7 separate regions of the Mus musculus genome follow, and regions 1, 2, 4, 5, 6 and 7 are each linked to region 3. The links are chromatin contacts, called in public Hi-C, HiCAR-type, HiChIP or PLAC-seq and promoter capture Hi-C maps. All regions are on one chromosome and are shown on one strand. Each heading gives the region's core, a stretch centred on a gene start, on an enhancer-like site or on the middle of the called end of the contact. The rest is flanking DNA. Distances are from core to core; before and after follow the strand shown. Region 1 holds the start of Arid5a (AT rich interactive domain 5A (MRF1-like)). Region 2 holds the start of Cnot11 (CCR4-NOT transcription complex, subunit 11). Region 3 holds the start of Txndc9 (thioredoxin domain containing 9). Region 4 holds the start of Neurl3 (neuralized E3 ubiquitin protein ligase 3). Region 5 holds the start of Cnnm4 (cyclin M4). Region 6 holds the start of Tbc1d8 (TBC1 domain family, member 8). Region 7 holds the start of Hs6st1 (heparan sulfate 6-O-sulfotransferase 1).

Region 1 (3,703 bases), core at 688-3,187, 1.7 Mb after region 3:
AGCCTTTGAAGCGGTCAGTCCACTCTATGGCAGAAGCCAACTGCCTGGCATTCTCCTCCTTGGGCTTGCTCCAGTAGGCAGTTTGGGGGGGGGGGGGGGACAGTCCTACCAAGAGCCAGCCTTGAGGACAGCTGGACAGGAGTCTGAGGATCCAGGACACAGCACCAGCCACAGCCCACCCTCAGCACCTCTGCCAAGCTCTGTTAGCGGCTAGAGACAAGCTGAGAGTCCTAGGGGCTGCATAAAGGCAGAGAGGGGTGTAGGGGCACCAGGTATGAGATTCCAGACTCCAACTGCCCTGAGAGAGCCCAAGAGATCCTACTCCTGGGAGGACTGAGTCTTCACCGCCCCACCCTTCATCCATACGTTTGATGAAAATTGCTCTCTCTATGTATCATTTCCGGTTTTCCCACCCCACCTATGCTGAAACAAGCTGCAGAGGTTGACTCAACAGAAGGCCAAAACCCCTACACAGGGAACTTCCGGACCTCACTTTTCCTTTCTCCTCCTCTCCTCACCCTAGCACGGTGCCTGCTACACTCGTCCAAGAGGCAATCTAGATCATTACAGATCAGCTTCCCACCGAGGGCAGCGGAAGGCCACTAGGAAAGAAGAGAAAGAGCAAGGAGTTTTTGAAGCCTGGTCCTCCCTCACTGTCAGACCTTAGTCTGTCTCTATGCCTCAGTTTCTCTGTAATAGAAGACGGGGTGGGGTATATAATTCTAGGCCATTCTGCCTCTGTCACTTCAAGTTCTAGGCCAAGCAGTCATTTAGGACACTAACTGCTGTAGAGACAGACCCTCTAGCTTAACATTCCTCACCCTCCCCTGCCCAGGCATCCATCCTCTTTAGACACTGAGATCCTTAGATTTGCATCAATTCCCAGCAGTGCCCGCGGGGCGGGGCAAGGAGCACCTGTTACACTCATCTGAAATGAAAGACTCTGCAAACTAGGGGATACAGCCTGAGCAGCACAATTTGGGATTAATTTGAGGCCTTCCCGGCCTACGGTTGGCCCCACTGTGCCTGTGGGTTAGGTGTGGGATGTGACCCCGGCCAGGGAGCAACGCCTGGGTAGTGAGTGCAAAGGGCCACAGATCGGTGGTGTGGTTGTGCCCCTAGTTCGCAATAAGAGCAAAGCCAAACTTGTTCGTCGCACTCTGGCAGCCTGAGCTTCTGCCCTCGGTCCACTAAACACCCCCAGTCCAGGGCCATCACCCTGTCCCTTTGAAGAGACCCGAGGGAAAAGAGGGAAACTCAGAAGATCAGGCGGGTAAAAAGAAACCGTCTTTCCTGCTGGGGGTTGGAAAGAAAAAGAAACAAAAAGAAAAAGGAAAGAGAAGAGAGAAGGAGCAGGGGATCTGAAGCGTGTGACCGTCAAACCATCAGCATGTCCCTTGGCAGAAAAGAGGAACCGTTGATTCTTCAAAGCGCATTGAGCAATTTCTTCAAAACCCGCGCAGTCACTTTCAGGAATCGCGGCCGCAGTGGGAAGCGCTGCGCGCGGCCCGGGCGCCTCGGTTTCTGAGAAGCGAAGCGCTGGGCTGGCACGGGGCAGGGAGGGGCCCGCGGCCGAGAAGCTGCTGCTGACAGCTGTCACAACAAATGGGCCCAGAGCAGCTCGAGATTGAAACCGCAGCAGGAAGTGTGGGCGGCTCAGTGAATTTCAGTCCAGACTCGGAGAGGAGAGTTTCGAGATAAACGCCTGGGAAGCCCCTGGCCGCCCCGACTTTCCACGAGAAGAGAGCACGCAGACATTCGGGTTACCCTGAGAGCCACGATCGCTCTGGGACCCCAGCCCTCTGACCCCGGCGCCGCCCGCCAGCCGCTTACCCATGGCCCAGCGAGAGCGCGCGTCGCTATGCAGAGACCCTCTACACGCACAGCCGTCCTGTCCCAGCGCTCTCGGCGCGACTGACTACCGGCGCCGCTCGACTGCCTCCTCCCCCGCGGACCCGCCCATGGACCCGCCCCCCCCCAGCGCTCTGGGCGCCCATTGGTGAATCCTATTTTCTAGAGCGGAGCAGACTCCGCCCCCTTAGACCCGAGGACGTCTGGGAGTTGTAGTGTGCGCCCACTTTGCAGCTAGGGGCTGATGTAAGAAACTCAAGAATCAACTGCTGTCGCATGTCTGTTGGTTTCCCTAGAGGCAAAACTAGAGTCTTAGAAAAACTGCCCGCTCTTTGTAGCTTGCCAAAGACTGGGTGGGGTTAAATAAAGTGCTTCTGGCTTTTACCTGAAGTGGTCCTGGCCGGTTCCATCCTTTCCAACTTTACACAGTAAGTACTGTTAGCCTACCAGAGGCCAATCTAGAAAGTCTGTGGTCCAGGCCTAATGCCCAAAATGCCCATGTCTACATATGTCATGTAGACTGAGTGAAAGCCACAAGATGGACCGTGCAAAGAGGAAGTGAACGAGTTGAGGGTGAATGTGGACAAGATTAGTAGAGAGAACAGTCATTTGGACCCGTGTGGGTTATAGAAGATGACGCTAAAACTTGAGATTTAAAAGCAGAAAGCCTTATTAGCTTGAACTCGAACTCTGTTCCTATTATGTAGTTAGTATCCCCGGAATCAAATTCTGTTGATTAACTATAATACTCATACAGCTCGGTGCATTTCATACCATCATTATCTTCATTATATAGAGCAAAACAGGCCTGGGTGATTAATTAGCTCATATTACTGGTCGGTGGTAGGGCTAGAGAATTGGGGCACAGAGGAAGGCTTCATAGTTAGCCCCCAACATTTTAGTGTTCCCCTTCACACTGAACAAATGGACAGTCTGCATTTGATGACTTTGACCCTCTGGGCTTTATCCATAAGCTCTGGAATGGCAGATCTGCAAGCTCAGCCTGGAGCAGACACCAGTGAGCTTGGTGGATAATTGTAATAAACCAGTGCTTGCCGATCTGGTAACAGGCAATATTGTGGTTGATATTTATTAACTGCTCAGAATAACGAGCAGAACAATGATTGTAACAGTGCCTCCCACATCCAAGATTACAAACCCCAGTCCACCCCAAGAGATCCAAGACTCTAGCAGAGATGCAATCTACCAAGAGATACCACCTGGAAACTTCACAGGCTTCTAGTCACTGTGTTCATTTGGTAAGGGTCGATTGGTTGGGTTAGCTACAGTGCCAGGTTAGGTATGGAGATCTGCACGCTGCCTTCAGTGTTGCAGTATAGACCATCCACTACCTCCTGGATTGGATACATCTATCAATGAGGCACTCACTACCTTTCAAAGCCACAGCTAATCCGACCTCTGAAAAGGAGGATCCTACCGTCCAGGCAGGAGAGCTCACTCTCAGGCAGTGCTGTTTGTGCAAAGCCTCAGCAAGTCAACACCTGTCTCGGGCAACCTGCGAACAATAAGATCTAAATTTAATTGTCTCCTGAGGCAACTCTTTGCAACAGAAAGTAATTTACAACAGCCAATAAACCCTGCTGAGGAATGATACCTCCATTTGCCTTCCTAAAAGCACAAACACTTCAGTTGCTCAAGCTTTACACACTCCTGCCCCAGCCCACAGCCACCGCCCTCCATCACTCTCCATCCATAGAACACCAGCTCAGGATAGCGTGAGCATTCATCAGTGCTTCCATGGTTTGGTTGTCTCTCTGGCAGCCTCCAGAAGAAAAACAAAACACCATTAATGCATAAATACATTCTTCCTGGAAAAGGCATTGAGAATAAA
Region 2 (3,653 bases), core at 930-3,429, 1.5 Mb before region 3:
GGCCTGGGGCTGCGTGCCTGAGTACTCAGAGTCAGCCAGTAAGAGCTCAGTTAGAGGCCAGCATGCTCTACCCAGCTCTTCCAGGACAGCCAAGGCTACACAAAGAAACCTGGTCTCAAAACAAACAAACAAAAGAGGGGGTGGCAGACAGGGAGACAGGGAAAGGACAGGGCAGGGCAGGATGGGAGAGGATCAAACAAAAACAGCAGAAATGTAAATTTAAAAGAAAAAACTTGTTGATTTTAAGCAGGGGATCTCAAGAACCGACAAGAATGTCCCAATCACTGGCCCTCCCTCACCTGCCAGGGCTAACTGAAGGCCGCTAATGTCCACAGACTGTCCCATGTTTCCAACGTCCATCAAGGCAATCTGGCGAGGTGTCTTTTTGAACAGTTCCCTTGGGGGTGCCAGCATGAGCTGGGAGAGGAAAAACTTTTCTGGTGGAGTTATAGGAGGCAGGAACCCTGCAAATAAGAATGCATGCCGGTTTCTCGCCAATGGGTACTGGTAAAGTTTTAAAATTTAACTTTAAAAGTTAACTGGAAACTTTGCTACTTGCCACGTGGAGCTATTCTTATGATCTAAATGTAACTGAGTTCCAGCTGATTGAATATTCACACTTAGTACACATAGTAATCCATAAACAAATATATCGCTTGAGATTCTGTGATCTATGGAAATGTCAATGAAACGTAAGGTTTTAATAGCTGTTGAGAACTTTTTGTTATCAAATACTTAGATTCCTACAAATTTAAACATACTTTAAAAATTATATATATATGTATATGTGTGTGTATATCTATATCTCTATCTCTATCTCTATATCTATATATATGTACATATGTACATGTATGTCAGCCTGTGAGTGGTACAGCTGTCCCAGAGTCCTGGACGAGGCTCATGGTATAGAGGAAGTGACCCTGGGTTCCATCCACAGCACCAAATTTAGGGGCGCATCCTCAGGTGTAATCTATGCCTGATCTTAGCAATGCTGCAAAAGCAAACATTCCACAATACTGCCCAGGACACATGCATCTTTGAATGGTTAATTAGAAACGACTTCATCCTCTCCTCACGCGACATTACAGCTAACCAAGGAGTTGGCTGCAAAGACTTTAGATATTGTGGTGATGTGGACTTCAACCTCAGGTTCTTAATACCGACTTCTTTACTCGGAGGCTTAAAAAGGGGGTAAACTCAGTGCCATTGGCTGTAACTTCGCATACCTCAGGACCTTACAATCAAGAATGAACCGTATCTGGCATACTAAAATATGTCCAGCCCGTTTGTGGGCTTGTACGATGTGTTGGCTTTTTCGATTGGGAGGGATCATCTGGAGTGTAGTGAATTTGAAAAAAAAAAAAAACCAAAAAAACAAAACTTGCAACTTCTATCTCTCCCCTATTTTAGGGAAAGAAAGTATGGAAAAGGAGGGAGGGTCGATCCCCTCCAAGGAGGCTGAATGTCCCTAGCTGACGACCCCCCTCCCACCCCCACCCCAGAACAGCTGGCTGCGCCCGCACGGCTGGCTGCGGGACGTACCTGAGAGCGGGGGCCGGTCGGGCTCCTGGCCGCCGCGGGCGGGCGGCGCCGGGTTGAGCAGGTGCGCGAAGCTGGCCGCGAACGGGTTGGCGGCGAGCGGCTCGGTGCGGTACATCTCCCAGAGCAGGTAGAGCGCCGTGAGGCGCTGCGCCGCGCTAGGCAGCAGGTCCGGCTGCTGCAGCAGCATCACCAGCACCGAGCCCAGGCGGAAGTGGTCGGCCTTGCTGAAGTAGTGGTGGAAGGCGGTGGACAGGCCCTCGAAGGTGCTGCCGCCGCCCGCCTCCTCCGAGATGATGCTCAGCAGGCTCGAGAGCTCCTTCGGGGTCAGGCTCATCCTGCCCGCGGGGCCTCCAATCCCTGGCCCAGGGCCGCCTGCTCCGCCTCGGCCTCCGCTCGAGCCCGCCGGGCCGCTCCGGAACGCCGCTGCCTCCCGCGCCCCTCTGGGATCCGCTGAGGAGAGAAGCCGGCCAGACGCCGTGCTCGCCCCGCCGCCGGGCATCAACCTCGCCCGCCTACCCCGCTTCCCGGCCGAGAGGCCCAAGGCGCCGACTCGCTGCGTCCTCCCGCGGCCGTAAAGCGCACCCTTCCGCGACAGCGTCGCAAACAAAAACAGTGCCTAAGTCAGACGAGCGGAACGGAGACACAGGGCCGACAGACCGACGACGCTGGCCGAGCGGAGGTTCCGGAGACGCGAGTGGGCGGGGCGCCGTGTCCGGAAGGGGGCGGGGCGCCGTGGAGGGCGGGGCCGCGTGGTCTCTGAGCTGTCCGAGTGGTCCTTCCCTGCCTGAGTGATGTAGAGACCGCCGTTAATTGCCCTTAAAGCCCTCAGAAGCGATCCTTGGGTGACAGGGTGGCGCCAAACCTGCCCAGTCAATATTGCCTAAGTTATAATTTGGAAACTAGGTCTTAGATGCTAACTGGTCTGATAGAGCATCCTTGACGGCTCATTTCTTGTAAATACCAATGAAAACAGGATTCTCAGAAACAGTTTAAATTTCGAGCCTTGCTCGTATTCTCAGAGATGGGGTCGTACCGCACATAAACGTTTGGTTATGTGAACAAAAATCTAGGCGAGGCCGGCACCAGGGAGGCAGAGGCAGACGAACCCCTGTGAGTTCGAGGCCAGCCTGGTCTAAAAAGAAAGAAAAAAAAAAATCTGAGAAAACTGTCTCGAGAAATATTCGTTTACAAAATCGTTTGCAGTGCTTCTTTTTCCTTAGCCTGCCCTAGGGCACTTTTTCTGGACGCCTTGGCTGAACACTGGAAAACCCTGGAAATTTCTTTACATACCAGCCTCCTGGACCTGGTCCCCTGTGATCTGTTTCAAAGGCACCGCTGCCCGCTCCCCACCCCTATGCTCCGGTGGTGACTAGTATCCACTCTAGAGTTACAGAAACCGAGCGACTGTCATCAGCGTCACCTGCTAGCTACCCTGTGCTAAAACTCTTCGGCAGCTGAAAGTTTTCTATTTACCGCTGAAGTTCTCAAGGAAATCTTCAGGAACAGGTGATGGGTATGGCGCATATTTTAAAGGCCTCTTTAGTTTACTGTTAAACCTGTGGAGGGGTTCTGCCAATGAACATTGCAATCAGCAGAAAATATAGCTTGCCAAACGGGGCAAATGATTCAAATTACCTCTTCTACTACTACTACTACTACTACTACTACTACTACTACTACTACTACTAATTAGTCAACTATGTTCTCTTTGAGCCTTTTTACATTGGATGCTCTATGACAACTAATCATACTAAAACCCACTCATGCTAGTTATTGTCATAACTTATTGTTAGTTGATAACTTAAATGTTAGTACAGTATGGGTGTTTCGAGATGTTTTAAGGTATTTGAGCACAGCACGTTACCCGCCAATAGAGCTGATTTCCACTAAGATTAATACCAAGAGCGTCTTCCCTGTTTCCACTGGGCTTGTTTCTAGGGTTTCTCTGCCATTACCACAAACTGAGTTCATTTTCACTGTAGAACCCACTTCCTCTCCCTTCCTGAGGCTGAACGTCTGGAATGGGTTATATCAATTCTGCCATTCACCTTTGAAGCATCAAGGGGAGAATTCTTCCAAGTCTTGTTCTAGCTTCCAGTGATATCCAAAGA
Region 3 (3,967 bases), core at 725-3,224:
GATAGCCAACTGCGAGGTCCACACACTTAAGTGTTCCGACATACACTTCAACAGCTTTAACTTCAAAACCATGTCTGTGTGAGCCACAGCGATGAAGTGCCACAAGGCTTGGTTTTGTTTTCGGTTACCTGTAGTGTTTTAAATTAAGTTGAATGGCCATTACTTAAAGATGAAATGGAACAGATGGTTGCAGACGCCCAGGAAGTCAACTCAACTGAAAAGGGTAAAAGAACTTAATCGAACGTGGCACAGGCATGCTCCCCAAATCTCCGCCTAAGTAGCTCATAAACACACACTCCTTCCCCTGAAAAGGCTTTTTCTTTTAAGGTTAGAAAGCAGCGACCCTTGACTGGTTTCTTCCCCTCCTCCTTTCTTAAGGGAAGCGGTAGGAAGCCAAGACATACGCAAAAAAAAAAAAAAAAAGAGGCCGGAAAATGGAAAGCCAGAAAGCAGGACTGGGCAACCGGGACTTTAAATAACCCCAGAAGTGTTTCCAACTTGGCACACGGGAGGAGGGAGCCGCTGGGCTACCTCTCCGCAACCCCGAGCACCTCCGAAGTTCCTGAGCCGCTCTGGGAGGCGTTCCCAGGGCCAGGGGAGGCGAGGGAGCCGTTCCCGGCCCGCCCCACCCGGGCTCTCCGGGCCCGGCTCGCACTCACCTGGGCCGTAGGCCTGGCTTAGCAGCGCCCGAGCCCGGCCCCACACCGCCCGGACCCCCAAACGACCTCCGAGCCCCTCAGCCCCACGCCTCGGACCCCAGCCCGAGCCCCGGCCGCGGGACGCGCCCCGTCGAGGCTCGCCCATCCAGGGCCCCGCGCGACTCCCGGAGGACCCCCGGCCCGAGCCCCGCCGCCTACCTGTCTTCGCTCTTGTTTTTCTGTTTCTTCCCCATCGCTTGTCAACGGCGCTCGCGGCCCCGGCCCCTCGGTTCGGTGTCTCACAGACCCACTGTCTCCCGGCTGACTCCAATGCCCGCTCGGCTCGGTCCCCCTCGCGCCGCCGCCTCTCGCACCCGGCTCTCCACAGACCCGCGCACTGGGACAGGGCACATATGGTGTGAGCCCTCAGTACGCAAGCGCATCGCCCCGCCGCCTCGGCGTGGGGACGCAGGGCGCGGCTCATCGAGAGCGGCGCTTCGGCTAGAGCGTCTCCAGTAGAGCCGCCGGCCAGGTGGGAACCCAGGCGCCCCCTCGCCGCAAGTGAGCGCCGCGCACCGACGTCCGGCGGATCCCGGGTTCTAGAACCTAGAGGACGACAATGAGGCCGTTCATTTCTCACGTCGGCACCCTTCCCGGGGCTGGCTTTCGACGCAGAAGTGGGACTGAAAATTCTCCCCTGCCTACGCGGCCTCAGCTGCGGGAAGTCCATTACAGGACCACAAAGAGTCAATGATGAGCGTTCTGGGGGTGGCAGGACAAAAAATGGGATCCCTCTCAGAAACACTCATGAATTGTCAACTGTGTACATTTATTAAGGGGAAAAAGACATAAGGACACAGCAACGGGTCCCCTAATATGAATCTTCGTATGAGCAAGTTCTAAAAATTCATGTGCCTAAGAAAGTCAGGAGGGAAGATCCTGGCATGGTGAAAATTTTCTCCATGTTTCGGGGCGATGTTACTAGTGTGAGCTGTGTATAAATTATAATGTACTGTAAGCTACACTTTCGAAACTATTAAACACAACGAGAAATGAAGCCCCTCTGTCACTCAGGCTCAAGACCCGGCTCGTTTCCCGGTAGAGCCGGGACCCGCAGTCAGTGCACAAAGAACTACAATTCCCAACGTGCCTAGCGCCCATCCCTCCGGCCATTAGCCCACGTGAAGCGTAGGCTCGGAAGCCAGTAGTTCCGGGTGGCGGAGGATAGGGCTTCTCCGAGGCTTTCGTCACTCGCCACCGCCCTTTCCGCGAGTGTCTCACATTGTATCGCGAGAGGACTGTAGCCAATGAAGTGGCGGAGTTAACAGCCCCTTCTCTGCCCTTAACAATTGCTGCGAGGTTGAAACCTGTGTGAACCCGGTGGGTATTCTTGATCTGCGGCTTCCTCTCTCCGTAGGCCTCATCAATAGTCCAGGTACGGCTGAGGGTGATGTGGCCGATAGTGCCACAGCGTCCCAGTGTTGATGAAGGACACATCCTCGGCTGGGATCGAGGGAGCGGCTGGGAGGGCCTCGTCTGGGCGGCTGCGGAGGCTACGGCGCATGCGCCCCAGTTAGTGCGAAATCGGGTCCCCCCGGAACTACTCCACCAGTCTCTTGAGCTCAGGGAGTGGCGAAGAGTCTGCTGACAGGTACATGGGGTTAGGGTTTCGGTTAGGAGTTTGTAGGGGAGTACATAGGTGTCAGGGCCCCCAGTTCGTCGGTAAGAATAATACTCGATTTGGTTCAATAAATAGAAAGTTATGTCCTTACCCCCAATATAAAGGCAGTGACCACCTCCGCCTAATTCAGGGCAGCACTTTTAGTCGCGTGAAGCTCCGCATTTAAACGTAAAGGTCTCCTGTGAAATTCTCGGTGATAAACGAATACTGTGATGCAGATTCTGAGTGGCTGGTCTCGGATCCTTCTCTCTCTTCCCCGAGTTAGGGATCCTGGGAGTACAGCTTCTTTTCAGTTGTATAGTATTTATGAGAAGCTGACAGTTGGAGTTTTTAAATGACCTTATGTAGCCCAGGCCTATCGCTCCAAATATGAGGTGTGACCCTTATGCTTCTGCCCTTGAGAGCTGAGGTTGTAATCATGAGCCACCATGCCCAGGCTTATTTTGTGTGTGAGCTGATTAGTTTTAGCTGTCAACTTGATAGAATAATCTACGGTCACCTAGGAAGAAAGACTCATTGAGAAATTGGGTAGATTAGGTTGGCCAGTGGGCATGGCTCAGAGAGTAGGGATTGTCTTGGTTGCATTAATTAATCTACTCCCAGATTAATGTTGTTCTCCAGCAGATGTTGGACACAAGTAGACGTGTGTGTAATTACTTCTCTCTGCTTCAAGAGCCTGCCTTTAGTCGTAGAAGCGATGGGCTGTCACCTGGACTTGTAACGTTTATGTCAGGATATTTTTGAGGAAGTATGCCGAAAAGCAAGCTAGTGTATTTAGGGATTTCCCTGGATTCTGGAACCATAAATGAGATCTTTGATGGTTTACATCTTTATTCTGGTTTTGGCAGGTGTTGGGGCCTACATGCTGAGTTCTAAGGCCAAAATAGTGCCTCCAACATGGCATCTGTTGTGTTAACCTCTCAGGCTCTGTTACAGAGACCCTGTTTTAAAAAAAAAAAAAAAAACAACAAAGCCCCCGAAATGTAAACTTAATACTTATTTTTTATGCCCCCTCCCCCAGCACCAAGACCACTTAGAACAATGGAAGGTAATGGATCCGTCGACATGTTCTCAGAAGTCCTGGAGAACCAGTTCCTCCAGGCCGCTAAGCTGGTGGAGAATCACTTGGACTCTGAAATTCAGAAACTGGATCAGATTGGTGAAGATGAACTGGAGCTGCTCAAAGAAAAGAGGCTGGCGGCGCTCAGGAAGGCTCAGCAGCAGAAACAAGTAACCTCCCGCCCGCCCGCCTGCTCACTGAATCACTGGAGCCCAGCTCCCGACTGCACTGCAGTCATGTGACTTTCCCTCCTCACTTGCAGGATGTTCTGAATTCACATCTCCGTCAATGTTCAATACTTAACCCAGGGATGAAACATTAGGGAAGGTTTAGGCAAGATGAAGCATTTGACTGGGGCGTTGATAGTAAAAGAGAGATGAAACGTCTTCTCATAGACCAAGCTTAGGGTCCACGTATCAGAAAGAAGTATCATGGTTCTGTACGAGAAGATATTTAAGTGTTAGACTCTGCATTTTTATTAGGTTATCTTTTGTGGGGGGGCAGGACAGGAGCAGGATCTCACTGTATAGCCATGACTGGCCTAGAACTCACAGACAACACCGCTTCTGCCTACGAAGTGCTGGAGTT
Region 4 (3,888 bases), core at 919-3,418, 1.7 Mb after region 3:
GAATAAAATTTAAGATTAAAACCCTCACCATATATGTGTATGAGACTGTCAAAGAATAAAACATAAAAGTATTTTCAAAGAAGGAAAATGCCACTGGGGGTGTAGCTAAGTTGGCAGGGTGCTTGCCTAGCAGGCATGAAGCTTGTGTGTGTGTGTGGTGTGTATGATTTGTTTAGTGGGTGTGGACATACATGTGCCACGACATGTGTGAAGGTCAGAGGGCAGCTGTCAGTCTTCTCCATATACCATGTGGGTCCCTGGGTCAGACTTAGCAGCAGGTCAGGGCCATCTCACCAGCACTGAAGGGTGGAGGCAGAAGTTGAGCCCACGAGTGACTGTCAATTATAGTGAAGGTACTGGGGCAGAGGTGAGTGTGAAGGGATGGTGATGAACAGGGCGGGGCCTAGCAGGAACAGTCTGATCCAGTTCTCCCCCGCCCTGATGTCCACGGTAAGCAGGGCTTGAGGAGCTTGGGGCTGGCTTCATGGGAGAAAGGTGGGGGGCCTTCCTGTTTCTGCAACCCCCCAAATGTAGGGAGCCTGTTTAGAACGGCACATCCTGAATCCAGTCAGTGGGGTAGCTAAATTCACTTGGATGTGGGTGTCTTTGGCCTTGCCTTTGCCTTGCTGGCTGCTAGCCCGAGCAGGCTACAGGTCCTGTCTGGGGACCATACCACCTGCCTGCTGGTCTGCAGCTAGCCCAGTCATTTTCTAGAAAGGCTAAAACTGCAGAGCAGGCACCCTGATTGGGCACCACACACCTCTGTTAGGGGGATGTGGCTAATCAACAAGGATCTCTTGGCTCCAGCCCTGAGCAACCCAGCAAGGGAGGAGCATCCACAAGTGTCCAGAGACTGGTGTGCCTGCCAGGAGGTGCCAGGAGCCTGAACCTCTTAGACTGAGCCAGCCGGGGCATCGGGGGAACTGCAACCTTTAGAAGCCACAGGACTCCGGCCCAGGTGACTGGCACTGGCTCTAGAGCAGCTACCTGTGGTCTTGGCAGAAGTTATACATCTAGTGCAGTGACAAAGGGCGCTCAGCAAGGGTGTGGCCGGAAAAAGAAAGTCCAGGGGTTACAGCAATGTCTAAGGTAACCAGGGCTACACTGATAACACTCACCTTCCCCTGGCCACTTCTTCTCACTTAGGCACCACATGCTGGCTGGAAAAGGTCCCCAAACCAGAACATCAGACCTCAAGAAGAGGAAGGGATCTGCATAAGGTAATACAGCAGACACAACCTGGGTCTCCAGCCCTCTATTTCCCTCCTCAGTCGAACCGCCCCCGCCCCCCCCCCGCCCCCCCCGTCCTGTCTAGCTCACTGTCATTTCCAGGTGCTCCTGTTCCTTTCTTTCTTTTTTTTTTTTTAAAGATTTATTTATTATATGTAAGTACACTGTAGCTGTCTTCAGACACTCCAGAAGAGGGCATCAGATTTCGTTACAGATGGTTGTGAGGCACCATGTGGTTGCTGGGATTTGAACTCCGGACCTTCGGAAGAGCAGTCGGCGCTCTTAACCACTGAGCCATCTCGCCAGCCCCCCCCCCTCCCCGTTCCTTTCTTAAAGGGGCCACAGAAGTCACAGAATTGTGGCTTTGATCTGGAATCTCAAGAAAGACCTAATCTGGCGGGGAGGGGGGGTGGGGTGGGGGTGGGGTTGTAAGCCCCCAAACCAACCTTGCCACTGGGCGGCCTCACCTTCACAGGTCCTAGGATTTAGCTCAATCAGTTAACCTTCAGCAGCGCTGCGCACCTTCTCTATGTGGGGTTGGACACCATGCCGGCTGCTAATCAAAGTTCCTGCATGCTCTTGAAACTCCCAATGCCCAGATCTCATCCCAGACCAGGACCACCAAAGTCTTTGTTGGGGAGAGTGGGGGAGGGCGTGGCGGCGGCACGGGTGTTTACTAACATGCGATTATAATTCACAGACAAGGGCTGCTTAGAAGTCAAACAGAAAACCGTCTGCTGCAGCCACAGTTACAGCCCCTGCTTCCCTTCTTATCTCAGACCAGCCTGCTGCAGCAGCAGTCCACTGTGAGCCACGAGAGGTCATGGGGAAAGTCCCGGATATCGTCATGCGTGACAGCATCTAATTAATCAACAACTCTGTAACGTGAGCTCCAGCCTATAAAAGGGGAACCTTCCGGAGTCTTGTAACCCTGACCACTGGCCTTCACAGACATCTTCAGACCCAGGGACTTGTGCCCCAGGAGGAGCTCAGGCTGATGGGTTCTCTCCTCAGCCCTGAGGCCAGTAAGTAGATTTCCCGTATGCCTTGAGCTGGCTTCTGGAGTCCTGACTGCATGGAGTACAGGTGGGAGGTCTGGAAAGGGGAGATCAGAGACTTCATTGGCTCCTAGAGTGGGTTTCTCCATGGTCTGGGCTGCGCGAGGGCGAGAGCTTCCTGCCTTCCCAGGAACCCAGCAGAAGCGGGGTGTCTGGTCCAAGATGGCTGCGGAGATACACACCCCTCCTTCCCACCCACTACCTGTAAGCAGTCTTTATCTAGGAACTGGATAAGGGAGAATCAAGGCTGGGGTGGGGAAAAGGGGAGAGCTTAGGAGGCCGGTGGAAAAACGAGGGATTTCAGCCTTGCCAAATTGTCGGTGGCAATGTGGACAAGTCATTTTTGTCCCTGGACTCTTGGTTTTTTTCTCGTCTGAAGGTTGGGACTATGCCACCACCCTGCTGTCCTTTAGGACTCCAAATGTAGATATCTAAATAGTAATGAGATAAGAAGTTTCTCTGAGACACCAGTACCTGTGGTCACGTGTCCCCTTAGCAGAGGGGCCTGGTGAGTGAGCAGGAAATAGCATGCCACCCCTTAGAACAGAGACGGGGACCAGGCACCCTAGACCTGCCCCCCCAAGCCAATCAGTGCCCCTGTGTAGGGCCCTTGGCAAGCACCCAAGGCTTGCTCACAGTGGGCGGCCACGCCCAGAGCCACCTCTGCTGTGGCAGCTGTGTTTGGATTCAAGGCAGGGCAGTAACAATGCCAAAAGGGATGGGGTATAACAGGTACAGATGTGGGGGGGGGGGAGTGGGAGAGGGAGAGGAGGGAGGAGGGAGTGGGAGAGGGAGAGGGACTGAAACTGTGTAGCTGAGCCCACAGTCTCCTTGGGGCTGGGAGGACAGGAAGGGACCTTTCTTGAGCTTCCCCAAGCTCTGCATGCTGGGGTGCAGAGGGGAGAACAGGATTCTGCAAAGGGCTGACTGGGTGCCTGGCATCCCAAAGACCTTGATGCTGAAGGTGCTGGCAGTTAGGAGGCCATCACGGAGCAGGTGGCTGAGCATCCATCACTAAAATCCCCAGAGCCTTGCAGCAGAGACTATAATTTGTCTTCATCTGCCCAGGCCTGGAGATGACCCTACAGACATGGCTGGCCTGTCCCAACTTCCTAGCAGTCTAGATCCAGGCCAGCCTCCGTCAGTGGGTAGCACAAAGGTGGGGGTCACTGGAGAAGGACTACCTCTCTATTGTATGGAACCTCAGGACCTGGCTTAAAAATGGGGTCTAGAACAGGAATTCTCTAGTTCTTGATAGACAGTACTCTGAACCCTGTGCCAACCCTGCCAACCAGGACACACCCAATTAGAGAGCCACGTTTAGCTTGTGCCCACCTCTGCCATAGCCCAGCCCAGCAGTGGGGTCTGTCAGGTTGCTCAGTCAAAGGGCCAAGATGCCTGCCAGTCTCTGCAGGAGGAGGAAGGCAGAAGAAAAGTGTCCACCCCTTTCGTGCCACTGTGACCCAGCTCTAAAGCCAGGAAGCCGTGCTCAGTGTAAAGGGAAGGTGCGGCTTCTGTGGGGGACAAAGTCCTGCAGGCCTTTGAGAGACTGGCAGGGTAAGGGTGGCCTTCAGCTCTACTCCATCTGGGTCGTGTGCTC
Region 5 (3,512 bases), core at 350-2,849, 1.5 Mb after region 3:
ATCGCACAAACAGAAGAGTAAAACCTGCAGACAGAGAGCATGCAGGGGATGCTTCAGGGGAACGAGAGGTATCAAAAGGACATTTAACCAGGAGCTACACCAGTCCTTACCCTTCTTAAATTCCTCTAGCATGGCATCCAGCTTGGTGTCATGAAAAACAAAATGTACCGGGTGGTTGTAGAAGCGAGTGATGGTCTTGAGCGGGGTGCAGTCATCCGGGTCAACAAAAGCCAAGTCTTTGACATACAGGATATCTACAATATTGGATTGCTCATCTTCAAACACAGGAATGCGAGTGTAGCCACTCTCCATAATCTCCGACATGGTGTTGAAGTCCAGAATGGCATCACTGCGGATCATGAAGCAGTCGTGTAGCTGGGTCATGATATCCTCCACAGTTTTGGTCCTTAGTTCCAGGGCACCCTGGATCATATTTAACTCCTCCTTCACCAAGTCATTATAGGGCTCTGTCACCTTCAACATCTCCATCAGCTTCTCCCGATTGTAAACAGTGCGAATCTCCTGACCTAAGACGAAGTCCAGGAGTTTGCTAATGGGGAAACTCAAGGGAAAAGTGAGGAGCATAAAGACTTTGGTGAGAACAATAGTGTTGGCACCCACAGCCAGCCCGTGCCGGGAGCACAGGGCTTGAGGTAAGATCTCCCCAAAGATGACAATGCCAATGGTAGAGGAGGCCACTGCCATGATGCCAGACCCGATGAGGTTGTCTAGAAGGATGGTGAGGGAGGTGTTGACTAGCACGTTCCCCAGGAGCAGCGAGCAGAGCAGGTAGTTGCCCTTGCGCCTGATGGGCTCTATCTTGCGAGCATACTTTCTCTCCTTCTCAGTTCCACAGTTCTGCACGATGCGCAGCTCCATCGGGTCCAGGGCCATAAGCCCCAGGTTGAGGCCAGAAAAGATGCCCGACAGCACCAACAGCACCATAACGAGAAGGATGTGCAGCCAGAGCGGCAGAAACCTCCCATGCTCCTCCACCATGAAGAGCAGGGAGTCCTTGTCCGTCCATCTGGTCCAGGGCCCGTCGGCCCGGGGCCGGGTGCACAGCGCGTACAGCTTCATGTTCTCGCTCCTCCGCAGGAACTTGGTAATCACCACTAGCATCCCCGACGTGTTCCCGCGGCTCACGTTGACCAGCCGCTGGACCACTAAGTCCTTGGTGAGCTCCAGGCAGTTGGTGGAGTTGTGGACCGCCTCGGCGTCGTCCACCTCGGTGAAGGAGATCAGGTTGCTGGAGATATCGCCCAGGCTGTGGCCATAGAGCCTCAAGTTCACCGTGCTGCCCTCGGACACGAAGATGATGCCATCCGGGTTCATCCCGCACGACTTGTTGCAGCTCGCTAGCCTCATGCCTAGGATCACGCTCTGCTGGGGGCTGCTCTGGCCGCTGGCCGCCCGCGTCCATAGCAGCAGCAGCGCAGCCAGGAGGAGGCGCCCTCGGGCCGGCCAGCCGTCCCGCCGCCCGCCCCCGCCCCCCGGCGCCATGTTGCTCCGGCCCCGCCGCTGCCCGCGCCCCGCCGCGCGCCTCACTCGGCGCCTCCGCTCCTGCCCTCCTGCCGCTCCGCTGCCGCCGCGCCAACTGCCCCAGCCGAGGACCTGACGTCAGACCGCGCCCCGCCCGCCCCGCCCCGCCGCCCCACGCCCCTTATTTGCATGCGATGTCCCGCCCCTACCCACGGCTCGCGCGCCCGGCTTAAGGAGGTCTGCGCCCTTAAGGTAGAACGGCGCGGGGCGAGCGCGGGAGCCCGCAGCGGGGGTGCGCCCAGCCAAGCTTCCGCGCGGCACCGGGCTTCTCCCGCGCTCCTCCTTAGGGAGCCCGGCTCCCAAGCCCCACGCGCTCGGTTGCTTCCGGGTCCCCTGCACTCTGTCGCTCCGTTCTGGGGCGGGTGGTGCTTCTCCGCGGGCACAGCGAGAAAAATGCATTTCCTGGTTTAGAAAAAGAAAAGGGAACCTGAGGGTTCAGGCTGGCGTTACAGCCTCCTTACTTCTGGGATTTTCGTTGACCTTGACCCAATGCCAGAAATAGGTTGTCACTGCCCCCGAAGTCCCCCAGCCCACTCCTCGGTTCTGTCTAGACCCCTAAGGTGCTGAGGGACCAGGCTCTGACCTAGGTTTTTCACCTGTCATTTCTATTTAGGGATGAGTTTTCATTGAACATGTACTCTTGTTTCATACTCTAACGATACGGCAATGAACAAGCCAAAATTCTTGCACATCTTTAGTTTACAGCCTATCATCAGAAAAATGGCAGTAAACAAGACAAGCCATACGGGGGCAGGAGGGGGAGCGCAATAAGCAAGTAAACACACACAGGAACACTAAGTGTTTTACTTCTTACAGATGCAAATTTTGAACCTAGGCACAAAATCCTAGGCCTTTCAGATCTTCACCGTTAATCCTAGTCCCTGTCTGTAAATGGCGGTAAGAATGACTGGTTTTTTTTTTTTTGTTTTGTTTTTGTTTTTTGTTTTTTGTTTGTTTTTTTTTTTTTTTTTTTTTGAGACAAGGTCTTACATAGCCCGATATGGCTTTGAACTCTTCAAATCTGAGGCTGACCTTGAACTCCCGATCCTATGTCCATTACCTCCCAAGTGCAGGGTTTACAGATATGCACCACCATGCCTGGATTGATTTTATTGTTTAGTTATGGTTTTAGTTTTTAATTTGACGGCAGGAAGAGTGATAACACAGCATCACCTGGCTAAGCACGTGAGAACAACTGGCTTACACACCGAATATGACATAACAACTCTCTGTGAATAGTCTTTGCCTGTGTAGTAATAGTTGTTGCTGCCTGCTCTTTCAGGACCATACCCTTAACCCCAAATTGTGGTGACTGGCCAGCTGAGGCAGCTGCTTGTGGAAATGAACTGAGGGGTGGGGCTGCTGTTCTAGCCTTGAGATCACTGCTTCCTGGTCAGCCCCACTTGGATGTCATCCGGCAGCTATGAACTCAGTGTGTGGGGATGACCACAGCTATCCACCCACAGCTGTCCACCCTGTGAAGGGCAGGACACGGATGACAAACATCCTTACCTCAGTTGCAAGAGCTATACTAAGCACAAGGCCTGGGTTGACCCCTGGGTCTCCCAGCAGGGCTTCTCCTGGCCCTAGAGACACAGTCCTTCTCTATGTCTCTGTACAAACCCCTGTGTTTATTTTTACTTTGGTACACAGCCTGCCAATTAAGGCAACAATCAATACCAGCAGCAAAAATCCAAACATAATGGAACACTCATGCAGTGTTGTGGGGGAGGCTGGGTAGCAGAGGCTGACTTAATGCTCTGGCATTGTGCTGGTGGGTTCTGTAAACAGCCAGCTGGAGGAAGTTCCTTGTGAGGAGGTGCCTCACCTTACACACACACACACACACACACACACACACACACACACACACACAGAGTGAGGCCAGAAGACCAGCTTTTTAGTGAACAGTACCCTCAGGAGTTGGGCAATTGCCCCCTCCCTGTCTTTGACAACCCAGAAGAGCCGCC
Region 6 (3,905 bases), core at 1,052-3,551, 1.5 Mb before region 3:
AAAAAAATTCCATCCTACAGGGAAGCTCCTTAAGCAGGAAGGTAAACAAATAGCCTCAGGAAGGCCCTGAAACCGGCTAGAGTCACACCACCCGGTTCCACCCCCACCCCCACCCCCCACCCCTGCCAGCTACCCTTTCCTGCCAGAGTAACAATAAAAGCCAAGAGTCCCTCTCAGATGCAGTAGAGCAAGGCCACAAAGAAGACTCTTAAGCCCAGACCAGCTAGTTCCCTGGAAGAAGCAAAAACCAGCCAGCCCATCTGCCTGGAAGAGTGTAGACCAACCGAGGTACCTAGAAAGGACACTCTCCTGCCCTCAGGCTGTGCACTGTGTTTCTGGTTCCCAGCTTTGTGAGCTGTCACTCATGCTGGTGTGGGTTTTGGTGAGGCAGCTGTCTTTGAGTCATTTCTGGTCTTGTAAGTCACCTCTCACCCATATTCCTGTAAGTAACCCCAAGAAAACTCATTGGTTGACCAGGTTGGACTTTGGTGGCGTCCACACTTTGGTCTGTCATGGGATCGGTATCTGAGGTGAGTAGACATGTGTGTTGCATTTTCCCAGGAAATATCTTGTTACACAAAAGCACTAATATCCAATTCACCTCTATGGTTCTGGCCCGAAGTGCTTCAGAGAGCAAAGGGTGCCTGGGAATGTTTCGTGAAGGAATCTTTTCTTGCCACCCATCCCTGACTCCTCTGACTCTGGTGTGGCTCCAAGCCTGTGATTGTGGCTTATAAACTTCTGTTTTCTTGAGAAGATGGTTGCCTGTGGCTGGCCAGTGTACCAGCTTTCTCAATATCTCTCTTTCTTCTTCTTCTTCTTCTTCTTCTTCTTCTTCTTCTTCTTCTTCTTCTTCTTCTTCCTCTTCTTTCTCTCTGTATTTTTTGATTGGTCTGCAGAGAAATGGGCTTACTTCGTGGTGACATTTGTATACAACATGGCTCTAAAACTTGCTTATTTTCCCCTCCACCGTCCTCCCCATCCCCCAACCTCCCGTCTCACTTTGCTTTCTACAGGGCTACTGTCTGTTGGATCTGACCAGTTTCTGATCCTCCCCCAGGACAGCTTCTACTTTCCAGTTCTGTCCTACTTAACAACCACATTTTGTCCTTTTGTCAAAACCCAGGGACTAAGGGAACCTTTCCCCTCCCTTTGGCTAAGATATCCGATCTAACCACCTCCCCACAGAGAACACGTGGATCCCTTTCCCTCGGCCTTTTTCAAGGACAGCTAACATGTCTACTCTAGCCTAGAGAAAATATTTATTTAAAACCCTGTACTCACATGCCCCGTGGCTTCTCGTTACTATTACCTGCTCCCATGTTCTAGTGGGTTTGTTTTTTTCTTTAATGTTTTCTCAGAATAGACACAAGAGCCTTATTTTTTTCCGGAGAGGACCTGCAGGGGTGAGTCTCATAGTGGTGCCTTCTAGGTCCTATGTCTCTGTAAGACATTCAGTGTTCAGTATGGTCTGCTGCTGGACTCAGGTTTCTGCGTTGCCACCTCTCCTATAGCTTCAGTTGTATCCTTACAAAAGCATGAAAAAATATTCTGTAAGAGAAATAATAAGTGGGGGATGTCAAGAATGACTCCTGCTGCCAGGCCTGATGACCTGAGTTGGATTCCCAGGGTCCACATAATGGAAGCCAAGACTGACTCCTCAAAGTTGTCTTCTGACTTCCACGCGCCAAACTGTCTCTCGTGACCACCCCCTCCAATAAATAAAATGTAATAAAGAAGAAATGTAAATGTTTGAATTAACGGAAAGCAATTTCTCTGACCCTCTCCTTGCTGTATATATGGACTAAAATATGTAGCATTCTGTGTTAATTTAAAAAAAAAATGAAGAGCGCAGCATTAAAAAAAAATCCAGATACAATTGTCTCCAATTTTCAGTGTTAGCTTTTGGTTATTTGAAACTTGAACACACTCCAGTTTACTGGCGTGCATTGTGCTCTTTAAGGTTAAGACTCTGGGTTGGGCAACCTGCAGCTTGGATAACAAGATGTCTTTTCCCCCTAGGTCCTTCCTCCAGCTTTTAAACAAGGAGCGTGGAGACAACTTGCGCAGTTGCTCGCTTCCTACCGGGAAGGAGGGAATTCGAGACTCGTCCGGGACTAGAGGGAGGAGACCTGGCAGTGGCTCCGATTTCCTCCCGCCACTCCGGAACCCTGGCCGGGAGCCGCAGAGACTAGGAAACCAGGGAGGCGCCACTGGAGCCTCGGGGAGGGTGGAGGGCGTGGCTTCGGGGGTGGGCGGGACCGCGGCTGGTGGGCAGGGTCTAGCCGGGGCGGGGCCACGGCAGGCAGCGCGGGGTGAGCCCGGCGAGCTGTGGTCTCCGCGCTCCGGGGCTCGGCAGGCGCTCCCGCTTCTGTCTCCGCGCGCAGTTCCCGCCGCCTCCTTCCAAGCGGGCTCGGCCCGGTGCGGCCGGCTGCTGGGGCGATGTGAACCGGGACCCGCAGGCGCGGCAGGTTCGCCGCGATGTGGCTCAAGCCCGAGGAGGTGCTGCTCAAGAACGCGCTGAAGCTCTGGGTGACCCAGAAGAGCAGCTGCTACTTCGTCTTGCAGCGGCGCCGCGGGCACGGCGAGGGGGGCGGCCGCCTCACCGGTAAGGGGCGCGCGCGGCGGCCCGGCCCGGCCTCTGTCCCTGCCGCCCGGCCGCGTCGCAGGTGGTGTCTCGGTGGCAGCCGACGAGGCCAGGACGGCCCTGCCTATGGCTTGTTTTCCTTTTTCCTGCGTTTCTCACGCGAGCTCCGGTCGGGCTTGGAGCTCAGGGACCCACGGGCCGAGAGAGGCAGGTGCATCTGGTGTGACCTGGCTCGCGAACGCTGGAGACGCAGCTTCTAGAGCTTGCCCCAAGGCAGCGAGATCGGGGCGCCCTAGGGCCCCGCCAGGTGACAGAAGGGTGCGCCCAGGCAGGCCCGGACTTGGCCATCTGGACGCAGCTGTGGCTCCAGGTGGTGTTGCAGCTGCGGACTTCAGGCCAGATCATCGGGAGGTTCTAGAGATCCAGGACTTTCTGGCCCAGGAGGCGGGGGCTGTCTTCGCTTCGAGGGGAAACTGAGGCACTATAGTTGCGTAGCGAAGTTAAGCATGCCGCTTTTGTTTCTCCTTTCAATGTCTTCTGTGGAACGATAGGACAAAAATACGATAGGCTTTGAAGTTGTCTCCAAGCAAGGCATTTTCCCCTTCTAAAAGTTATGGCTCAAAGCTGTTAAGAGATTGGGATCAGCTCGCGTTATTAGCTAGAGCACCTGCTCAATCAGGGAAGGGGAATTGTCGTGTTTTGCCTAGGGGGTTGGAATGATTCCTTTGGTTAAGGAGCCACCTCTGGTAAAAGGGACTTCAGATGATGGTCCTTTCATAACCTTCTACTGAATGTCGCTGAGGGGGTCAACAGACCTAAACGGTGCGCTCGGGTTAATTGCTGGTGACTGTCTGCACCTGGGCCAGTCTGGAGACGGCCCTTTGGGAGCAGAGTCTGGTTGGAGAAATGAGGAATATGCTTCTACCTAAAATCATGTATTTTAGCTTCAGGAAAAGCTAGCAGGTGTAGGGTGGGGTCAGGGTCCACGATGACAACCGAGACTCTCCTGAGAATTCAGTAGTGGGTAGGAGACCACAGGATTCTGGTTGAAAGGGTTAGTAGACAGTGGAACGTTCTGGGCAGCTGAGTGGCCACGAACCCCCCTGAACAGGGACAACTTGTGCAGCAGGTGGGCTTCGTGGGGGTGGGGGGAGAGTTACAGTAGAAGGAAGGGGGCCTTTGAGCCCTTTGTGAGGCCCTGGGTAGCACCATGGAATTTAGTGTTGGACTGGAGAACAAGAACTTGGTAGCATCCTGCAAAGCTCAGTAGAGGCCAAGTGGCCTGAGAGGGCTGTGTATGTACAACACTGGAGACGGT
Region 7 (3,641 bases), core at 532-3,031, 1.9 Mb after region 3:
CTTCCTGCCCCAAGTGTACCAAGGAAAATAGCGACTTCAGTTAAAATTTGTCCACACCCACTTCCTAGCTCCTCTGTAAGTTCAGTCCTACAGCAAATATGGAAGAGAAACAAAGGCAGGCTAGAAGCCCTAATTCCTGGGGTGGGGTGGGGCGGGTTAGGAAGAAGGTAATCCCAGGAGGATCACTGGGCACCAACAGAAACAGGGCTACAATCTCAACTTTACAAAGTGCTTTCAGAGGGGCTGGCCCTCACTCACATCCCCAGACAAGGAGGAGAGTGATGGGCCTTGCTGGGAGGTCCCTGGCTTTACAAGTAGCTTTGACGGTCTCAGCTATCCCTAACCTGGCCGGTGGATAGATTTCTAGGGAAGTCAGTCCTCAACTGGAGGCTTTTGTTCCACTTCTGTGGCTGGGGAGGCCAGGTAGTGCTGCCTTCTCTCCGACTTCAGTCTGGGTCACACGGGCCTTTGTTCTACCTGCACACACCGGCAGGCAGAGCCCACCCCTTTCCTGGCAGCTCCTCCCCAGGCTGGCAGGCACCGGAGGGCCTGGAGATACCACAGGTGCACAGGAAGAGGAACCGCATTTCTCTTGCTCCACTTTTAGTACTAGACGGGTACGGGCTACACATGCACACAGAGACACACCTGTTTTTCTGCCTCTAGAGCCAAGCCTGGACCTCTAGTCCCCGAGGTTTATCTCTCAGGCTAGCCCGCAGTGCATAGCAGGTAGGGTGGACAGAGAGCAGCGGGCAGTGACCCAGGAGGAAGTCTGGGCACTGCGCAGACAGGCCAGTGGCGAGGAGAGGCACGGAACAGAGGGTGAAAAGAGGGATCAGAGGTCAGGAGTGGCAGGTGTAGGGAAGGATGAGATGGGAATCCTGGGATCCCGCAGACTGGAAGGGGCCCCAAGAGAGGAGAGGGCAGATCTGGCCCGGGGCTTAGGGGTACCCCCCCCCCCCCCCGCCATCACACTTTCCCGCAGCGGGCGCTCACCTGGGCGAACGCAGACCTGCTGGGTCGCGGCGGTCTAGCACACCGGGCACACAGTTGGTGAGTTCGGTCCAGTCAGCGTGCAGCCCGCAGCTCCAGCCCGTGGAGAAGCGAGAGAAGAGCCAGGTCTCGCGGCGATTGGGCCGATAGCAGGTGCACTTCTTCTGGCCCGGGCGACAGTCGCAGGGCACCTCGAGGCGCACGTTCTGCACTAGGTGGCGGCCGAAGGTGGTGCCGCCGGTCTTCTGGATGTGCAGGAAGACGATCACGTCGTCGCCCTTCATGTCGAAGCGCAGCGAGCGCTCCAGCTCGCGCACCGGGAAGTAGTACTTTTTCTCGTAATGTGGGTCCGGCGTGGGGAAGAGATCCAGGTCGTCGGGGGGCACGCGGCCACCGGGCGCGCCCAGACTCAGCCCCGGGCCCGCGTACTGGTAAAGGATGAGCATGAAGCACGCCGAGCCCGCCACCACCAGCACGAACTTGCTGGCGCGCTCAACCATGGTCCTGCCGCCGGCGCGCCGCCGCCGCATGTGTCACCATCGCCAGCGGCCCGGGCGCCGGGCCTGGGAGGGCGGGGGGCGCAGCTGCTCCGCCACCGCCGCCGCCACCGCCGCCCGCGCTCCGGCCCGGCCCGGCTACTCGGCGCCCAGGCTGTGCGCAGCGTCGCGGGCCCCGGGCCTCGGCGGCGCCGTGGCTGCTCCCCGCCCCGATCCCGGCTCGGCTAGCGTACAGCCCGGCCCCCGCCACAGCGCCCCGCAGCCGCGCGCGCCCGCACCCGCCCGCAAAGCTCAGCGCCGAGAACGCTCTGCACCGCCCCGTGCGCCGCCGCGTCTCCGCAGTTCGTCGCGGCTCCGCCCCGGCCCGCCCCTGGCCCGCCCTCGCGGCGCCTCTTGCTGTCGCCGCCCGCTCCGATCCTCCGCTCCGCCTCTGGAGCGCCCTGGGGGAGGGGCGGGGCCGGAGGAGGCCCAGGCACAGGCCAGAGCTGGGCGACGGGTCGCGTGTCTCTCACACTGTCAACGCCGGTCGCTACGGAAAGGGCATTGGATCCAGCTCGCAGACCTGTGGGTGGCGACTGGGTTGTCCCGAGCCTACGAGTGGGTGGCTCTTTTGGGCATTGGTCCTGGGTTTGGGAGCCCGAGTTTTTTCACCTTCTCTGGTTATGGTAGTTTGTGTTACCTGCGCTCTCTGTCTCCCACGGGAATACGGAGGCTTTGACCTTCACATTGAAGGATAGGAAGTTCCAAGTTCGAGAGCGCTGGGAGTCGGGACCACCAGGTGGTTTAGGACTACCAGTAAGGGTGGGGAAGGAAGAGAGACGTTAAGGGCATGGATCCGGCTCTTACGTGGATATCACCAGTCCCCTGGAGGCACTGGGACAATGACCCAAAGCCCTCAGTTGAAGATAAACCGAAATGTGTGCAGAGACCAGAGGACAAGCTTTATTTGTCCCTCTCGCCCAGTGTGCCCTGTTTTGATCCTGGTCATACTCAAACAAACAAACAAACAAACAAAATAGTGAACCAACATTAGAAAAAAATTAAAATTCCAACCTTCGTGATTTTTTTTTTTTTTACATTGGCAGCAGTATCTGCAGCCTTGATTGGTGCTCTGCCTGTAGTGGAGGGTCGCCTGGGCCCTAGGCTGCAAGTTGGAGGCTCTAGTAGTAATCTATGCAGCCTATAACATGTGGAAGGTCCCGTCGCCCATGTTGTACTCTGTACTGGGCCCCTAGCTATACTTAGGCGGCCAGAACAACTGGAGGTGGGGAGTGAAATGACCTGTGCAGAGTTCCACAGCCTAGGGTAGCTGGGAGGGGCTTGGGTGTTTGGATTCAGGCCAGAGTGGCCTCTGGGAGGTGCTCCCACTGCCAGGCCAGGCTCAGGTGCCCACAGCAAGTACCCCTGGGTAGTGCCCTGGATCTGTCCTGCTAAGGGGTGGGTCAAAAAGTGGAGAGAAGGGGAGGGGGTGGCAATAGTGGTCCAAAGCATTGACTGCAAGTTAAAAAAAAAAAAAAAAGACTTGAAAAAAAAGAGCAGCTGGGCAGTGGTGGTGCATGCCTGTAATTCCAGCACTTGGGAGGCAGAGGCAGGCGGATTTCTTAAGTTCGAGGCCAGCCTGGTGTACAGAGAGAGTTCCAGGACAGTCAGGGCTACACAGAGAAACCCTGTCTTGAACCCCCACCCCACCCCACATACACACACAAATAAGAGCTAAGAGGAAAGCCCTCCCAAACGGTGAGATCAGGAGAGAATGCAGACACACTTATATCCAACTTGTCAGGAATGTGAAGAAACTGGGCTCAGCTGGTAAAGTGCTTGCTGTGCATGACTCAGGACCTGGGTTCGGTACCCAGAACCCAGGTATAAAATGCCAGGGATACTTGGCCTGTGTTTGCAAGCCCAGGACTGCTGGGGAAGAAGAGATAGGCAGATCCCTGGGGCTTGCAAGCCAGCCAGTCTAGCCTATAAGGCAGCAGGTTAATGTGAGACACTGTCTCAGAAACTAAGGTGTACCTCTCAAAGGACAATATCCAATATCCAAGGTTGTCCATTGTCCTCTGTCCTACACACACACACACACACACACACACACACACACACACACAGAGAGAGAGAGAGAGAGAGAGAGAGAGAGAGAGGACATGTTTT

Evidence for each region. Promoter capture Hi-C pulls out the DNA fragments that hold promoters and counts their contacts. A called contact is a pair of places that touch in the nucleus more often than the background predicts. HiCAR-type assays count read pairs that join an accessible place to other places. HiChIP or PLAC-seq counts read pairs in DNA pulled down with a chosen protein or histone mark. Capture Hi-C pulls out chosen DNA fragments and counts their contacts.
Region 1: a contact with region 3 is called in a promoter capture Hi-C map of liver, with 2.7 times the contacts expected there. The contact joins the promoter of Arid5a here to the promoter of Txndc9 in region 3. A contact is called at or near these places in 3 of 39 promoter capture datasets (embryonic stem cells, liver and neutrophils), 1 of 484 Hi-C or Micro-C datasets (CD4 T cells), 2 of 115 datasets of contacts at active chromatin or transcription factors (astrocytes and extraembryonic endoderm stem cells) and 2 of 9 other capture datasets (adipose tissue and liver).
Region 2: a contact with region 3 is called in a Hi-C map of muscle stem cells, with 3 times the contacts expected there. The contact joins the promoter of Cnot11 here to the promoter of Txndc9 in region 3. A contact is called at or near these places in 2 of 39 promoter capture datasets (3T3-L1-derived adipocytes and liver), 4 of 484 Hi-C or Micro-C datasets (B cells, CD4 T cells, CD8 T cells and 1 more), 5 of 115 datasets of contacts at active chromatin or transcription factors (astrocytes, embryonic forebrain, extraembryonic endoderm stem cells and 2 more) and 1 of 9 other capture datasets (adipose tissue).
Region 4: an H3K27ac HiChIP or PLAC-seq map of thymic regulatory T cells shows a contact between it and region 3, with 8 times the contacts expected there. The contact joins the promoter of Neurl3 here to the promoter of Txndc9 in region 3. A contact is called at or near these places in 1 of 39 promoter capture datasets (pre-B cells), 1 of 484 Hi-C or Micro-C datasets (B cells), 1 of 115 datasets of contacts at active chromatin or transcription factors (thymic regulatory T cells) and 2 of 9 other capture datasets (adipose tissue and liver).
Region 5: a contact with region 3 is called in a promoter capture Hi-C map of liver, with 2.7 times the contacts expected there. The contact joins the promoter of Cnnm4 here to the promoter of Txndc9 in region 3. A contact is called at or near these places in 1 of 39 promoter capture datasets (liver), 1 of 115 datasets of contacts at active chromatin or transcription factors (astrocytes) and 3 of 9 other capture datasets (adipose tissue, liver and pancreatic islet).
Region 6: a contact with region 3 is called in a HiCAR-type map of astrocytes, with 2.3 times the contacts expected there. The contact joins the promoter of Tbc1d8 here to the promoter of Txndc9 in region 3. A contact is called at or near these places in 1 of 115 datasets of contacts at active chromatin or transcription factors (astrocytes) and 2 of 9 other capture datasets (adipose tissue and liver).
Region 7: a contact with region 3 is called in a promoter capture Hi-C map of adipose tissue, with 6 times the contacts expected there. The contact joins the promoter of Hs6st1 here to the promoter of Txndc9 in region 3. A contact is called at or near these places in 1 of 484 Hi-C or Micro-C datasets (B cells), 1 of 115 datasets of contacts at active chromatin or transcription factors (pancreatic cancer cells) and 2 of 9 other capture datasets (adipose tissue and liver).

What each region holds. Positions count from the first base shown.
Region 1 is chr1:36,305,967-36,309,669 of GRCm38.p6, reverse strand. Arid5a (AT rich interactive domain 5A (MRF1-like)) reads right to left here and starts at 1,937. Exons shown (of 7, transcript NM_001172205.1): 1 at 1,834-1,937. The coding sequence starts at 1,837.
Region 2 is chr1:39,534,227-39,537,879 of GRCm38.p6, reverse strand. It overlaps Cnot11 (CCR4-NOT transcription complex, subunit 11), which reads right to left and starts at 2,179. Exons shown (of 7, transcript NM_028043.3): 1 at 1,543-2,179; 2 at 300-464. The coding sequence starts at 2,041.
Region 3 is chr1:37,995,215-37,999,181 of GRCm38.p6, reverse strand. It overlaps Txndc9 (thioredoxin domain containing 9), which reads left to right and starts at 1,974. Exons shown (of 5, transcript NM_172054.4): 1 at 1,974-2,073; 2 at 3,341-3,549. The coding sequence starts at 3,361. It overlaps Eif5b (eukaryotic translation initiation factor 5B), which reads right to left and starts at 1,172. Exons shown (of 24, transcript NM_198303.2): 1 at 858-1,172. The coding sequence starts at 892.
Region 4 is chr1:36,271,705-36,275,592 of GRCm38.p6, reverse strand. It overlaps Neurl3 (neuralized E3 ubiquitin protein ligase 3), which reads left to right and starts at 2,168. Exons shown (of 4, transcript NM_153408.2): 1 at 2,168-2,255. The coding sequence starts at 2,228.
Region 5 is chr1:36,469,684-36,473,195 of GRCm38.p6, reverse strand. It overlaps Cnnm4 (cyclin M4), which reads right to left and starts at 1,599. Exons shown (of 7, transcript NM_033570.2): 1 at 111-1,599. The coding sequence starts at 1,503. Gm33454 (predicted gene, 33454) reads left to right here and starts at 1,427. Exons shown (of 3, transcript NR_168706.1): 1 at 1,427-1,734.
Region 6 is chr1:39,477,143-39,481,047 of GRCm38.p6, reverse strand. It overlaps Tbc1d8 (TBC1 domain family, member 8), which reads left to right and starts at 2,301. Exons shown (of 20, transcript NM_018775.4): 1 at 2,301-2,608. The coding sequence starts at 2,482.
Region 7 is chr1:36,066,540-36,070,180 of GRCm38.p6, reverse strand. It overlaps Hs6st1 (heparan sulfate 6-O-sulfotransferase 1), which reads right to left and starts at 1,781. Exons shown (of 2, transcript NM_015818.2): 1 at 997-1,781. The coding sequence starts at 1,523.